Linked DNA regions of Mus musculus: all the other regions are linked to region 2. The links are chromatin contacts, called in public Hi-C and HiChIP or PLAC-seq maps. All regions are on one chromosome and are shown on one strand. The core of a region is the stretch at or near the end of the contact, and the rest is flanking DNA. Distances in the headings are between cores, read along the strand shown. Region 1 has its middle 8.5 kb from the start of Gm5441. Region 2 overlaps Ptprn2 (protein tyrosine phosphatase, receptor type, N polypeptide 2). Region 3 overlaps Ptprn2 (protein tyrosine phosphatase, receptor type, N polypeptide 2).

Region 1 (2,806 bases), core at 194-2,693, 150 kb before region 2:
CAGCACAAAGGCGGGATGGTGTTCACTCAGGATCTGGGCAGACACAGAGAAAATCATGAACTCTTCTTTCTAGATCAGTGCCGCATCCCCAGAGCCCCAGCAGCCAGCATGCTACTCTGGAGGGCGTGTGCTGTGAAGAAAATGAAGGAATGCAAAGCGAGGTGGCATTCTCTTCACCTGGCAGAGATACTGTCACCAGAAGTGTGCCTGTAGTTGTCATATGTCAGCGGACCACCCTCAAGCTAAAGGCAAGAGTGATGTGTGTGATGTTTGAGAGCTCTATGCTGGTCTCAGTGGCTTGGAGTCCACTGTTGCATTGTGAGTAGTCATACTTTCTAGAGAACAATGTAGGTGACTAAATGCTGTACATCTAACCATGGCTCCATCAAAAAGTTGGGGACTGCGTGGCAACTGCTGTGACAAGGACCCTTTTTAAAGGCTAATAAAATAAAATAAAATGAGGCCTTCAAAAGCAAGGTTTGGGAGCCAGAGAGAGCTTAGCTTAGCTGTTAAGAGCACTAGCTCTTATTTCAGAAGACCCTGGCTTGAGTCCAGACATAGGTGTGGCAAGGCTCACATTCTCTACTGACCAAGCACTGACAGCTTTGAGGGTTCCTGTAACCCCAGAGGTGTCCCTCATGTGGCTTCTCAGGTTTCAGTGGCTCTGGTGGTGGCTTTCACACAGCTCATGGCTGTCAGTTGCTCTGATAATGTCTTCCATATATACCATCAATGGTGTTTCCCACATCACTTTGGAAGTTTCCAGTGGCTCTTCCAGCATCCTTGACTGTGCCGAATATAGAAGAAACACATTCTCCTCATAGAGCCACAGATCCCAAGATCAAGTGGTCAGAGTTCAGGGGATTTTCCATTTGATAGCAAGGGGGTCAAACAGCAGGTATGTCTAGAGCGCACCGCAAGTCTCATTCCAGATGGTGACTCTTCAGATGAAACAAGTGAGGACCGAGGGCGCCGTTTCCACTATGTTCACTCTAGTGCCACGGACTCCCTCACACTAGCTGTCAGGCACTCCTCGAATTATGCAGTTCTTGTAACAATTGACAGTGATGTGGTCTTTTAGTGACCCCCGTCTGTATACCGATGGGCGCCAGGCAGTGTGGCAGCTGGCAGGGCTCTTTCCAAACGCTACTTACTAGCTTCTTACCTTCTTAGCTAGAGTTTATGCAACTCAAATTCATATGCTTTCCCTCAGTCTCCCACCCACGCCTTTCCCAGTTTTCTCAAACCCACCTCCACTCTCAGCCTCCATCTTCCTTTATAACCCGGTGAACTTTGCCAGCCCTCCTGAGGAGCAAGAAGCCGCGCACCTCTCCCCTTCCTCTCCTCCCCCTGGTGGGCGGAGCAGCTCTGCTTCAGCTCCTGTTGCTATGACTCTGTTGCTAGGATCAGGCTGTCTCCATCCCCGGCAGGAAACATGTAATGAATTATGGATGGCTGATTCTCTCGGAGAGACCTGATCTGTAATGCAGATGAGCTCAAAGCACCCCCTTTTCTTCTGGTTTCTTAAGAAAAAAAAATCAGTTTTAAATCTGACGGAGCGCTGTCCAAGCCCCAGTTGCCCCTGGCAGTGGCTTCTGCTGAGATGGGTGCTGATTTTCATGCAAAGGGCCTGGGCCAAGCTCTGCTATTTGTGCTGAGGGCCTTGCAGGATTTTCTCTGGTCCTGTGACCCTGTGGGGCATGCTCGCTTTTCTCTCTCTTTTTGTGCTGAGAGGAGAAATGGAATATAAACACTAACATGACATTTTATACAAACACTAGACATGACATTTTCTAAGTGCATGGCCTCCTCCTGTGGGCACAGTGCAAGCACTGAAGGCCAGGTCTCAGGTTCATCCATTCTCTCTCTCTCTCTCTCTCTCTCTCTCTCTCTCTCTCTCTCCCTCATTTATAGCTCTCCCCGCACTCCCCCCCCCAACCCGGTTCCAGCCATCTTTGTGCACAGAAGCCCGCAACAGCGAGGGCAAGAGAGGGCCTGCATTGCAGGGTCACTGTCAGCATAGTGGCTTTGATGCTACCCCACTGCCCTGAGGTCACGGGTCAGAGGACAGAAGCTCTGTCCCCTACCCTTTCTCTTTCCAGCATCCAGAGTGTATGTCCATGAGCGTGGATGTCAGGAGGAAGTCTCAATGCCTATTGATCATTCCATGTGCCCTGTGGAGCAGCTCTGGGCTCCAGGATGGGTAGCAGTGTTGCTGTGGTACAGCTTGCTCAGAACTATTGGCAGGATTTTTGCATCGTGAAGAGGCAGCCAACACAATTTGGGAACGTCTTTGGTTTGCTCTGGAGAGATGTTCAGAGGGTAAAATGCACACAGGCGCTGGGTGTGGGATGTGAGACTGTACCTCCAGTACTGGAGTAGGAACTGGTATATCCCAGGGGCTCACTGGCCAGCCAGTCTACGAAAACAGTGACCTCTGGGATCAGTGAGAGACCATGTCTCAAAAAATAAGTTACTGGGGAAGGCAGGAGAGCCAACATCTGGGTTCCATATGTGCACATACATGCTTCCCACACCTGAGCGGATGGGGGAGAACATCAAAGCTAAAAGAGAGCTGGAGAGATGGCTCAGCAGGCAGGAGCACTGGCTGCTCTTGCAGAGGGCCTGCTTTCAATGCCCAGTAGCTGCCAACTGTCTTTAACTCCAGTTCTAGGGGATCTTCTGACCTCCGCAAGCACCAGGCACTCACAGGTGGTGCACAGACATACACGCAGGCAAAACACCAGAACACATAAAAATAAATGATTTATTTACTTAACAAACAAACTTAAAAAAAAGCCTTTTC
Region 2 (3,007 bases), core at 338-2,837:
TTCGACACTGACTGCTAATCCCTTTTCATTTAAAACTCTACTGATAAAATTCTTTGCTTGTCATTCAAATGTAAGTAATAATTATAGATTGTGGGCCTCCGTCTCGGGCCTCATTAATGATAAATTGTATGGAAGTGTGAAGCCAAAGTCAGCTTTGATACATCTCGAAACTCAATTTCCACGGCTTCCCTTAGCTATGTACAATTAATTACACAGTTAATAAGGGAAATACGCTAATGAAAGGAACGCTATTTACCCAGACCGCCTGCCTTCACCAAATATCCTTTGTATGTTTCTCTCCTTGTAATTTTGGTATACAGACAATTTAAAAGGAAAAAAAAACAAAAAAACAAGAAACAATCCAGTTGACAGAGTGGTAGCATTTAATGCTAGTCTGCAGCTACTCTGGTTAAAAACAAGTCTAAAGGAATTTTAATCCAATTTTATATTTCTACTGACTTCTGCTTTTTGAAAGTCCTGAAATAGCCATTTGTCAAATAAATAATTACCACTAAGCTACTGCGCTGCTCCAAAGATGTAGTTATCTCCACACATTGAAAACACGGAGAATTTTAGAAGAAATTACGAGGAAGACAAAAAGGGAAAGCTCAGCCCATCTGCACAGACCCACACTCTTTTCTTATCCCCCAAACCTCTCTTAGAACGATCAAATCCGCTCATTCTGTTTGGATAATCAAAGTTTGACCGCAGATGGATTAGCAGACACCAATACTACCCTTTATGGAGAAAGATACCACCTTCTCAGGCTTTGGCAAAGTCTAAACTCAGAAGACAACTACAAAAGGCAAGCTGGATAAAGCTGGTTTTGTTTGCTCTTTATAGCACACAAGGACGTATGAAAAGGTTCATGGCAAATCTTTATTTTACCATGTATTTGTATTACCACAGATGGGGGAATGTTCCTTACTAAATTAGAAAGTAGCCATTTGATTCCAGTTGTCACCATATCCCTTTGACATAAAGAATGTACTTTAACCTATGAGATCTTTTTAAAAATTCTATTAGTAAACCAACGCTGTATTCCAAAGGGTTAAGGGGAAAGGCAGGGGATAAGGGGTTTAAAAAGCACTCATGAAGTGCACTTCTGATAACCAAGCCCACCCTTTTAGCAGGGAAACAGATTCTCTGGGAAAAAAAAAAAAACAGTTTCCACAGCAAACAATACCCACTGCTCCCTCCATGCTGGGGCCCTGTAGAGTACCACCGTGGTGCCTGCCACCCACGACCACATTTGGAGAGTCAGGCAATGGTGCCTTTAAGAGCCTCCTCCTAGACCCCTGCTGTGGAATACTTCTGAATGCAGAGTTACAGAAAATTCATCTGTTTAAACCAGCTCTCCATCCACCTCACACCAATGGGATGGTCTACAAAATCCAAACGCTGCTTCCAAGTCACAACACCAGGAGCTGTCGTTCTCAAAGACCCAAAGCTTTCCTTCCTATTCCCCAACCCAGCACAAGAAGGCCCAGTGGAGACATTTCGCCCGGTGGATGACGACAGTGGTTAGAGCAGGGAAACCTTTGGGAAGCAGGAAGAGGAGGGATGGTTGCTTAGCAACGCACAGCAGCCTTGCGGTTACAAAGCAGCGGGCTTTTCTTAGCAGCAGCCTTTTATATTCTGTGCCAGTGATGTAGTCATTACGATTTTCTGATGAAGTTTTTAGGAAGAATAAAGAATTCCAGCAAGTGCTGCAAGGTTACCTAGGACAGTGACACAGGCGGGGGCTTTGTCTCATGAAACGTTAGGATACTGGGTTTTCTAACACATTAGAGAATATTTGCAGAGATTTTGAGCGTGTCCACTGCAAGCAGAGAGCTTTGATTTTTTTTTTTATCTTCCTAAAGCTAACAGGCTATATGCTTGTGAGAAATGACACACAGCCAAAGAAACCGACTCGGAACCAGTAAGACAACATTACACAAAACCCAAACCCTGTGCTCAATTCTCCAGCAGGCAGAAGACATGAGCCCCAGGGTCTAGCTTTCTTCTCCACCTCCCCAGATCTTTCTAGAAAAGCAAAATGGCTAAAATGTTGATGAAGTCAAAAGTTAGCATGCAACCCAGAAGGCCCCCACCTTACACAGTCTCATCCGGTTATTCCAGACAAGGTACCTGAGTGAGGGCCAATAGAGTATCTGACAGCATGAATGTCCACATTTTACGGTGAAATTTAGAGTGAAGACCATCACATATTCTTAATCTTTTCCTAGCTCAATGCCAGTCATATTGCGAAGTGCCCAAGTCACAAGCCATATATTTACCAGGCTTGACAGGTGAAGAAAGAGTGACTGCCAGTGGCTGCCTGCTTACACCACCTGGGTATCTCCCAGGCTACTGCTATGTACAGGTGCAATTTCCTCCTGTGCTCATTGCCTGAGCTCCACAGCTCACTGCCTGAACTGTTGCTCTTCCTTTCCTCCTCCTCCTTCCTCCTTCCTTCTTCCTTCCTTCCTCCTCCTCCTCTTCCTCCTCCTCCTCCTTTTCCTCCTCCTCCTCTTCCTCCTCCTCCTCCTCCTTCTTTTTTTTTTTTTTTAAATACAAGATCTTATATGCAGCCTTGGCTGGCCTGGATTCTCTATGTAGAGCAGGCTAGCCTTGAGCTCATATAGATATTCATGCCTATGTCTCTGGAGTGTGGGAATTAAAGGCTTGTGCCATGTCACCTGTGCTGCCTGCCTGGCTTCTTTGAGGACATAAGGTGACTGTCTTCTGAGCACAGAGAATGAGGGTGGTATTTAGATGCATCGGTCAGTAGGATATGAGATTCCATGCAGAACAGCACTTCACTGCACCCTGTGCTTTATCTGTACATAGCATTTCTAGTAACATAAAAAAAAGAAAGCCTCAAGTGTCTTCCTCTACAACAGACATCGGAAAGATGGTAGCCATCCATTTACAGAACTAAGGGCTATGTCCAGGAATACAACACGAAGAGAAGTCCCATGCAAATCCTTGAGAGAGGGGCAGGCCAACGTAATTTTCTCCA
Region 3 (2,808 bases), core at 201-2,700, 160 kb after region 2:
CCTCTGATAGAGATTGGTCAACTGTGCCTGCTTGCTGATCTCTGGGAACCAGGATAGCATGCTCACATGAACTCAAAATGAAGATACCTCCCAACAAGAGATACAGTCAGTGTCCATGCCCTGGCTGAATCCACAGTTCTTGTTTGCACCAGTCACAGTTCAGTGCCTCTAGCCTGACTGAGCACTTGGTTTATGGGAACCTCTGCTGGGTTATGTGTCCACAACACATCAGTTTCTATGACAAAATACCCAGCAAAAGTCAACTTAAAAGAAGAAATGTTTGTTTTGGCTCACTGTTTCAGAGGTTTTAGTCCATGGTCACGTGATACCATTTCTGGACTGCGATGAGGCTGAATCTCAGGCATGGTCTCACCCAGCTACTCACATCATGGCATCCAGGAAACAGAGGAGAAGAAGGTGCAACAACAACAAAAATCCCCCTAAGTTACTCCCCTAACAATCCATTTCCACTTCCTACCTTCTACAGTGCCATCAATCAGGGACCAATGCTCTAGCAATGACCTTTTGGAGACATTTACGATCCAAACTATAGCATGTCTGGATTCTGTCTCTGATGCCTGACCTGTGACAACATAGGATGGGCCCAAATCCCCGTGTCAGCCTTGTCTCATAACTGGTAGGTGATCCAGTGATCTGTGTGCATACAGCACATGGTAACCAGGGATGTGAACAGGAGCCATGTTCCTCTCTGATTCCAGCCTACAAGAATCTTTCTCAGTCCTTCCTCCTGGCACTGGCTACAGGACTTGGTCCTGGGCAAGGCAGGGGAGGGCAACCTTGAGCATTCCTAGAATGCCCATATCAGGGTATTGCCTGTCTGGCTCACTCTATGTACTGCTGGTGACCTGACCTCTGAGCCATTATCTGACTTTGGATCCATATGTGTAGCTGGTCCTAACTCCCCCATTATTTGAGTTCACAACCAGTGACATCATTAGGCATCTGCAGACTCTTCCCCTAGATCTCAGGAATATTTGTTTTTTGGCCCTTCAAGGTCAGAGGTTGATAAAGGCTGTGTTTTGTAAGAAGAGAGACCTATATGAGGCCTAACCAATCTCAGGAAGGTTGGTATAACTGTTTTGAATCCTTCATATGAGATTTAGCAGCACGAGGAGGCCTGGTTTCCTGGAGAACATGTTAGGTACTGGGGAGAGCTTCTCATGTTTATAGTGTTTATGTTCATGCAGCCTTGCTCACATCTGCCAGTGGCCTCCATGTGCAAGATTGGCCTGTGGCTCTGGGTTGTATTGTCTGTGAGTCAGAAACACTGAACTGGACAGCATGGGCCATAGCCAGTCCAGCTTGGCTACCATCTCTACATGGCCTCTAGAAGCCTCAGGAACCTTTGGTGGGGAGCAGACAATGGGGTGTGGTGAGGAAGGCGGTTAACATAACAAAGGCTCCCAGTACAGAGTCCCTCCGCCCCCTGTGAGTTTGGGAGTGACAGATGCTGTTAGCTTTGGCCCTCTCCAACACTGCCTCTGACAGCCCTTGACAGTATTCTCAGCCTTAGAGCAAGGTCCTTCTCTGTCTGCATGAATGCACTTGGAGCAGATGCTGGAAAATGGAAGTCAAACGCACCCTTTTTGTTACTGCATTTCCTTTTCTGTGAGTAACATGTGTGACGTCGTAAGGGATTTATAACTGCAGAGAAAGTGTTAATTGTGATGGAGTCTGATGATGAGCTAAAGCTTGAACTCCACTCAGAGCCTGCTGCAACTTTGTTTCAGAAAATTAAGAATTAGGAAACAGGAAATGACACAGTATCCACATGTGTGCACACATAAGCACACAGCTACACATTTATGTGGACAGATGTGCAAGTGGATGCATAACAGATACAGGGTTTGCAAGTGCTATGCTCAAACATTCATTTGCATATCCACATGCATACCCACATGTGCACACACTTTTGCATGGACAGATGTATGGACATGGTACTGTAACATGATTTCTACACCACACACATCAGAATTCATAATGACAGTGGCAAAGTCTTTTTAGGATATGCATTTGACAGAAATGGACACTGAGATCCAAGCTCAGGCCTCCCAGGGGCTCAGCCAGGGAGAAGTGGAGGTTAGATCTGCATTTACTTTGCTCCTCTGATCTTCCTTTAGAAGTACCTGTGTCTAGAGTCAGGTAGCTTCCATTATCTGAGCTCCATAGAAATACCTGTGTGTCCTTTCTAGAGACAGATAAATAAGCTGTGACTTGGATTCAAATGGAAACATGATGCCAGAGGTAAAAAGAATATAAATTGAAATGAATAAATCTCAACATCATAGATCAGACAGGAAGATAAAGGGGTACACTAGCATTTATGAAGGTAGACCATTGCTCCTGCATAAGCCTACACACACAAACTGAGGAGAGCTTTGGGCTATCTTCCTTCTAGGCCCAAATAAAGGGGTTGGGGGTCTGTTAAACTTTTCAGAGACCCTGAGAGTACCCAAGCCCACAAAAATGGAACTGGAAAGAGTATAATGTTGCTGTCTCCCAAGCTGTGTTTATTAAACAGCAAGTAGCCATGAGCCCATCAGAAATATATAGGCATACATATGATAACTGTGTGTTATCTTAAAAAGGTCAGATGAGTGCTTATTATCCTGTGCTTATAAGGTCAAAGGCTAGTGTAGAACATTGGAAAACACCATCCACATGGTCAAAGCATCCAGGTTTACCTTCATGGTTTATGTATGGTTGAATGAGTATTCCTATGCAGCAAGAGATTTCTTCTTAGGAGTTTAGAGGGTAGTCTGATGCTGCATCCAAGGCTCACTTACG

What was found. Hi-C and Micro-C count contacts between places; a contact is called where the count stands out from the background. HiChIP or PLAC-seq counts read pairs in DNA pulled down with a chosen protein or histone mark.
Region 1: a Hi-C map of forebrain shows a contact between it and region 2, with 2.6 times the contacts expected there. The contact joins two enhancer-like sites. A contact is called at or near these places in 3 of 484 Hi-C or Micro-C datasets (cortical neurons, forebrain and olfactory sensory neurons), 4 of 115 datasets of contacts at active chromatin or transcription factors (embryonic forebrain, embryonic midbrain, embryonic stem cells and 1 more) and 1 of 9 other capture datasets (embryonic stem cells).
Region 3: an H3K4me3 HiChIP or PLAC-seq map of embryonic midbrain shows a contact between it and region 2, with 3 times the contacts expected there. The contact joins two enhancer-like sites. A contact is called at or near these places in 6 of 484 Hi-C or Micro-C datasets (embryonic stem cells, forebrain and nephron progenitors), 5 of 115 datasets of contacts at active chromatin or transcription factors (embryonic midbrain, embryonic stem cells and extraembryonic endoderm stem cells) and 1 of 9 other capture datasets (embryonic stem cells).

The regions. Positions count from the first base shown.
Region 1 is chr12:117,344,083-117,346,888 of GRCm38.p6, reverse strand. No RefSeq gene overlaps it. Among named protein-coding and RNA genes, the nearest start is that of Gm5441, 8.5 kb to the right of the region's middle. Within about 2 kb of position 1,443, at least 94 of the 459 cell types and tissues checked have an H3K27ac peak or open chromatin away from gene starts, as enhancers often do. A contact at or near this core is called in cortical neurons, embryonic forebrain and forebrain, where this site is marked.
Region 2 is chr12:117,195,466-117,198,472 of GRCm38.p6, reverse strand. All of the region lies in intron 14 of Ptprn2 (protein tyrosine phosphatase, receptor type, N polypeptide 2), which reads right to left. Among named protein-coding and RNA genes, the nearest start is that of Gm10421, 46 kb to the right of the region's middle. Within about 2 kb of position 1,587, at least 79 of the 459 cell types and tissues checked have an H3K27ac peak or open chromatin away from gene starts, as enhancers often do. A contact at or near this core is called in cortical neurons, embryonic forebrain and forebrain, where this site is marked.
Region 3 is chr12:117,038,248-117,041,055 of GRCm38.p6, reverse strand. The region is part of intron 12 of Ptprn2 (protein tyrosine phosphatase, receptor type, N polypeptide 2); the gene reads right to left. Among named protein-coding and RNA genes, the nearest start is that of Gm10421, 110 kb to the left of the region's middle. Within about 2 kb of position 1,450, at least 13 of the 459 cell types and tissues checked have an H3K27ac peak or open chromatin away from gene starts, as enhancers often do.